2 separate regions of the Rattus norvegicus genome follow, and region 1 is linked to region 2. A link is a contact called in public Hi-C data. All regions are on one chromosome and are shown on one strand. The core of a region is the stretch at or near the end of the contact, and the rest is flanking DNA. Distances in the headings are between cores, read along the strand shown.

Region 1 (3,333 bases), core at 141-2,640, 560 kb after region 2:
TATACTGGTACTGGCCTTTTTGGGGCTTAAGAAGTTCTGTTGTGGTGACCACAGAATTGTAATGACATTTCTGAAGGCAGCTAATAATAAAAATAGCAAGCAAGTGACTAAAATGCAGTGAATTTGAAGTAAATGCGCACGATGACTCGAACACACTCATAGATGGCCTGCTCAAACCACAGACGCTCCTGTAAATGTAACCCGAAAAGCTCACCTCCATTCTTACATAAATGGTACCAACATATTTCGGTCATTCTAATTTTTCTGTCAGAAAGGCACAGTAGGGTTACCTGAGAAAACTTCTACACTGGGTAAAAGGCTCCTCAATTTCTCATCCAATGGGAGAAAAACACACCCCTTACTCCTCTTTGCATCTAATCCTTTTGTAATTTTACTGCGTGCCACGGGGCAAACACACCTCCTCTAGGATATGCACTTCCAAAGCTGAATCCCACCTCTCAAAGAGGGTAAAGGCGACCAGATCAAAGTAACGACTCAAAGGCGCAGGCGCACACTTGCCCCATATCGCTACCCCCTTCCAATCTTTCTATTTGACCGAAACATCAGGAAACGGAAGGTAAGTATCAAAATTTTCTTCAGAACTATACTGAAAGAGTCCGGGAAGCTAAGGGGGAAAATCACTCCGCTTTTTATGTTCAAGGGACAGAGGAAGTTAGTGATTTGAAGATAGGGCTTGGAGTATTTATTTATGGGCCTCACTCAACTTCGCAGTTTCTCTATCCAGATCGCCAAATCTCTTACGCACGTACACTTTATTGTATTGTTTCGATTCCCTACCCCCAGCTTTGGTGCTCGCGCGCACGCACACATCCATCTTCCCTCTCGATCGCGCGCACCCACTCTCCACCTTCATCAAACGCGCACGCGCCTCTCCGCACCCGGGATTGAACATACTGTCGCTCCTGACTCCCTAAGAAAGAGGGACTCAGCTACCTTACCCACTTTCCAGTTCTGTCCCTGACCCCCTTTGTCACACATCCTCTCGGTGCTTGCACCACCATTGCCTGCCCTTACTAGGCCACGTTTTTGTGACCCTGCCCAGCCACCCTACGCTCTCTACATGGTTCACTTCGACGTGGGTCACACTCGCGATCACTTTACACGCGCGCACTCGCACACTCTGCGACACTCGCACCCCCCACACTCCCGCCGGCGCCGATGACCTCACAGCGCGCGCGCCGCGCGGCCCGGCGAGGCCGCAGATTGGCTGGCCGCGCCTCCGCGGCACTTCAAAGCCGGAGAGGGAGCTACAATTGTGGCGGAATGGGCGGAACTGATCATTGTATTGCACACCTCTAAAAAAAAAACACTGCCTCTGATTTATCAATATAAAAAAGATCCTCTGAGAGGAGGAGGGCGCTTCTGTGTGATGGCAACTTCACTTCTAGGGGTGAGTCTCAGGATCTTCTCTTGCTGGTTTAATTAGTTTCCTTTTATTGCCTATCGGAGGGGGTTAAAGTCGCCCGGCCAGGCCACGGGCTATCAGTCTCTCTATTGAGAGCCACCCCCCCCTCCCTTAAATACAAGTGAGTTTAGAAAAAAGAAAGAGTTGGGGGGGTGGGGAGAGGAGGCAGAGCCACTTTTTTTTCAGCACTGGAAAGGTTCGTAGGGCATTGAGACCCGCCACCTCGCAGAGCCCGGCCGCTCCCTGCTCGGGAGAACTGAGCGTAGCCCCTAATATACGCGACGATTTCGAAGGGGACCGCGAGTAAGTTTTTCCCTCCTGGGCATACTGCAGATTCTCCCCCTTTCCTTCCCCTTAATATTTTTCCTCAGCCCGCTTTGTATTGCAGGTACGTTGAGCTCGTTTTATTTCTACCATTATAGATAGATATAATGAGAGAGAGAGAGAGAGAGAGAGAGAGAGAGAGAGAGAGAGAGAGAGAGAGAGAGAGAGAGAACTAAAAGAAAAAAATGGAAGAGCGAGTAAGCCTTAGGCCAGGGAGAAGAAACTAAGGATGGGTTGAGGGGCATCGGAACAGAATTTTCAAAGCTCTCTCGGGATTGCAGGGTAGCAATCTTAAATGTAATCCAGAGATTTCTCCAGGTTGTAAGGTAAAAGGAAACTTCTCCCTCCCTAGTCTGGATCTGGACTTTCTGTTCGTTTGGTCGAAAGCTTCTAGGGCTTTGTGAACACAAGAGTGCCGTCTTAAGTGAGAATTCTTGTTAAACTCTTCTTTAGCTTGGCGTTTTGCACCGGAATCAGACGCCCGCAGCCAAACTTGTCCCCTCCTGTAGAGTAGGAGGCTGACGGGCTCCGGGGCAGCTGGGGGTGCAGGGTAAGTTGGTGGCAGAGTGCCGCAGTGAGAGATGGGCAGCAGTGGGGCGTCTGAAGGCTACCAGGAGACTAATGCACATTTCTTTCCTCCCTCCCCCACCGGCCCTTTGCCCACCACCCCTCCCCCACCCTTCTCCTCCGCTCCGGTCTCAGGAAGAACCGAGGTTGGGATCCACTCCTCTGGCCATGCTTGCTGCTACCTGTAATAAGATCGGCAGCCCCAGCCCGTCTCCCTCCTCCCTGTCGGACAGCTCTTCTTCTTTCAGTAAAGGCTTCCACCCTTGGAAACGCTCCTCATCTTCCTCCTCCGGCAGCTGCAACGTAGTGGGTTCCAGTCTCTCTAGCTTCGGCGTGTCGGGGGCCTCTCGGAACGGCGGTTCGTCCTCCGCCGCAGCGGCGGCGGCGGCGGCCGCGGCGGCGGCGGCGGCCCTGGTGTCCGACTCGTTTAGCTGCGGAGGCTCGCCCGGCTCCAGCGCCTTCTCTCTCACCTCCAGCAGCGCCGCCGCAGCGGCCGCAGCTGCCGCGGCCGCCGCTTCCAGCTCGCCCTTTGCCAACGACTACTCTGTGTTCCAGGCCCCGGGCGTCTCAGGGGGCAGCGGCGGCGGCGGCGGGGGAGGCGGCGGCGGTTCCGGAGCGCACTCGCAGGACAGCTCCCATCAGCCGGTGTTCATCTCCAAGGTGCACACGTCGGTGGACGGACTGCAAGGCATCTACCCGCGCGTGGGAATGGCGCACCCGTATGAGTCGTGGTTCAAGCCCTCGCACCCGGGCCTTGGTGCCGCGGCCGACGTGGGCTCCGCGGGCGCCTCCAGCTGGTGGGATGTGGGCGCGGGCTGGATCGACGTGCAGAACCCCAATGGGGCAGCAGCGCTGCCCGGCTCTCTGCACCCGGCCGCCGGGGGCCTCCAGACGTCGCTGCACTCACCGCTGGGAGGCTACAACTCGGATTACTCCGGCCTGAGCCACTCGGCCTTCAGTAGTGGTGCCTCGTCGCACCTGCTCAGCCCTGCAGGACAGCACCTCATGGACGGTTT
Region 2 (3,232 bases), core at 376-2,875:
TTGAATTTGCTGACCTTCCACCGTCTGAAGTTGGGGGATCACTTGGTACTGTACACTACCACTTGGATTCTGTACTTGTATGACTTGAAATTGATTAGGGGTGGAAGGATTACCTGATTTAGTTTTTGTAGGAGAGGAACTCCCGTTATTACTGCTGGAAGAACTAGATGAACTAGAAGCTGGCTGAGAAACGTTATTTTCTTTTGAAGCAGGAGGAGTGGAGGCAACAAGTTGCCAAGCGTTTCCAGCAAGCTGCGTTGTCACCAGTTCTAGCTGCTGTGGTTGATTCTGAAGTTGCACCAATCCTTGGCTTGGATCTATAATAATCTGCTGTTGTCCAGTTGCTTGATTTTCACCAGGAGTCCCTATTTTGCTGCAAGTAGCTGCCAGTAAAGCCAGAGGAGAGGGCTGAGAGTCCTACCCAAAATGGGAGGGGAAAGGAGAGGGAGGGGAAAAAAGTGGGCGGATTTAGTGGAAGACAGCAGTCGGGAGGGGGTTATTTATTTTGAGAGCTCTAAGTATCAGAACACACTTAATAGGCAGCAGAATTAAAAAGGAAATATGAACAAAAGCAGGTGGTAGAAGCTATACGAATAAAGAGGCAAGTTCTGTTACATAAAGTTTAAATAAAAAGGAATTTTCTGGTAAACTTTCTTAAAGTGTTATTCTTCTAAACTCCAAATGCCCTTGGGAAAATAGACACCGTTTTCTAACAGTCTGAATTCCTGATGTAATATAAACACCGTTCGTTATAGCCTCAACTATGCGAAATCTTCATGAATTTACGATTTAAGTTCCTCACTCAGAAAGATGCTTTGAATGAATAAACATTTTCATTCTGTTCTTTACTTCTGGGTATTTAAAGGGCATAACTCCCTCTCTTCCCTAAAGCTTTGTGTTGAATTTTCTTTTAACGTTTGCTTTTACCTGGGAGCCTGAGGTTTTGGGTTTTTTATTGTTATTCTCTGGCTCAGAGGTTTTCCCTCCTTCTGTAGCCATTGCCGCTGCCGCCTCCTCCTCCTCCTCCTTCTTCTGATCTGCAACAACCCCACCACCACCAACACACACGACAACAGGTTATTAGGATTATTATTATTCGTTCTCCTCCCTTCTCCCCCCCCCTCCTCCTGAACATTAATCTCCGTAAACCCTCGATCCGTGCACACCGGCAGGGGGTGGGGGAGAAGGAGGGAAGGGAGGAGGGGGCTCTCACGAAACGTGGTTTGAAACCCGACCCATAGGCTCCAGAGCAACACCCAGAAGGAGGTTGTTCTAGCTCAGACATTAAGACAAAACACAGCCCTCCTTCCCTCCCCCTGGTTCCCTCCCGCCCTCTCCTCCTCCCCTTCCAGCATCTCCGCGGCCCCGGGGGAGGGGGAAGCGAGCAGGGTCTGGGGAGGGAGGGACGAAGGGAGGCGGTGAAGGAGACCGAGGGGGGTGGAGAATACGTACCGCTCATCCCGCATTAACAGGACAAACCCTCTCAGAGACACTGGGATAGAGGTGGGTGGGGGTGGGGGCGAGGCGGGAGGAGAGGCCGGTCCCGCCCGCCCGCGGTGGCTCGGAGGAGGCTGTAGCTGGCACAGGCTCTGCCTCTTTTTCCGCGAATGGCCGCCGCTGGGCTGTGGCGTAGCAGCTCCTCTCTCCGCCCGAGCCCGGCTGACTCGCCCTTGATTGACAGCGGCGGCGCGCGGCGAGGGCGGCGGCGCGGGCCGGGGGCGGAGCCAGGGCGGCGCGAGCGCGGCGACTCCCCACACCCCTCGGCCTGCCTCCGCCGGCGCCGCCGACTCTCCACCCCTTCCCCCAGCGGATTGGCCGCCGACCTGCCGGGGCCGGGGCGCTGGGGCCGCCCTTTCTCCTCCCCTTTGCTCGGCTGGTGCTCGCTGCTGTTCGGCTTCTGCCTTCTCGGCCCGCGGCGCGTGCCCTCTCGGTGAGCTAGCTGCGGTTTGCTGCCGGCAGGCCCTTCATACAGCCAAACTTGTTGTCTCAGGATATCCCGCCCCCTACTCAGTTCCCGGCGCCCTCCACTCAAAAACGCGTCGCAGCATCTTGCGAGGGGCCGCGGAAGAAAGACATGGAACTAGGCTTAAGGGAGAGGAGCGAGGCGAGCGCGGGGAAGCGTGAGGTCCCGAGGTCTGAGTGGACTGCCGGCTGCCCACTCGGCGTGAGCATGGCTTTCCTAAGGCGCATCCGGACCCGGGCGCCCTTTTTCCCTGGCTCGGCTCTCATTGGGTGAGGCTGTTGACGTGCGTGAGTCGTGGGAGGAGGCGGGCGGGCCTCTCCCGCAAAGCCTTTCGGGTCTTGTAGTTTCTGTCAGCTATCGGATTGAGGCACCGCCTTCCTCCCGCCCCCGAGCGCGGCCTGGCTGCGGAGCCTAGAGCTGCCCGAGGGGGCGGTGGCAGCAGGGCGTGGCCGGGGCCGAGTGGGAGTTGAACCCAGCGCAGGGGAGGGAGAAATGGGTGTTGTTTGCCTGGGCCTATCGGCCGAGCGGGGCTGCGCGAACCGCCTCTGCCACCGCCCCCTCAGCTGAAAGCCGCTCCCCGCGGGGCGAGTTCACACCCGGAGCGCGCGGCGATTGAGCGGGCGGAGGTGTTGGGAGGCGGGGTCTGCTGTCCTCGGGGTTTGAATGAAGCTGACATGGGGTACACCCTCTTCGCCCGGCTTTCTTTACTCTCTTAGCTCGCCCGGGCCTCTGGTCCGAGCTCGAGGCCTGTGTTCCCACAGAGCAGGAGCTTCCATTTTATTTGTTGTATCTCTGGCTGCTGGTGCAGAGCCATTACCGTCTTCTAGGGTAGCCAGGAGTGCGCCTTAGAGTCTGCGTTCTTGGCGCGCTTCTCGCTCCTAGAGGTCTCACAAGGTTGTCCGGGCAAAGGAAAGCCCGGCTGCATGTGGGTCAGCTCTGGTCATGGTTTAGCGTAAGCTTCTAGGCAAGTGGAATTCACAGCTAGCTGCGCAAAGCACTTTGTCAAATCCTCCTGAACCGACTCCTAGTTTCTCTCCAAAGACATGAAGCCAAGATACCAGGGACCATACCAGCGACTGACGGAAGTGTACCAAAACTGGAAATGAGTCCCAAATATGAACCTTGGGATGGGATTACACACTAGGCTTAAAGCGCTCCACATTTATTGACATGGGCCCACATTCAGCTTTGGGTATTTTCGTCTGGTGCCTGAGGTCTGACATGTTGTAAGGGTGAGTGAAGAGTCTGGTGCTGTCCTTTTCTAGTGCT

The links. A called contact is a pair of places that touch in the nucleus more often than the background predicts.
Region 1: a contact with region 2 is called in a Hi-C map of frontal cortex, with 2.1 times the contacts expected there. The contact joins the promoter of Sp8 here to the promoter of Sp4 in region 2. A contact is called at or near these places in 4 of 12 Hi-C or Micro-C datasets (Schwann cells, frontal cortex, kidney and 1 more) and 1 of 1 datasets of contacts at active chromatin or transcription factors (oligodendrocytes).

What each region holds. Positions count from the first base shown.
Region 1 is chr6:145,957,829-145,961,161 of GRCr8, forward strand. Sp8 (Sp8 transcription factor) reads left to right here and starts at 1,391. Exons shown (of 2, transcript NM_001191774.1): 1 at 1,391-1,411; 2 at 2,453-3,333. The coding sequence starts at 1,391.
Region 2 is chr6:145,393,489-145,396,720 of GRCr8, forward strand. It overlaps Sp4 (Sp4 transcription factor), which reads right to left and starts at 1,626. Exons shown (of 6, transcript NM_012761.2): 1 at 1,453-1,626; 2 at 928-1,037; 3 at 1-417. The coding sequence starts at 1,459.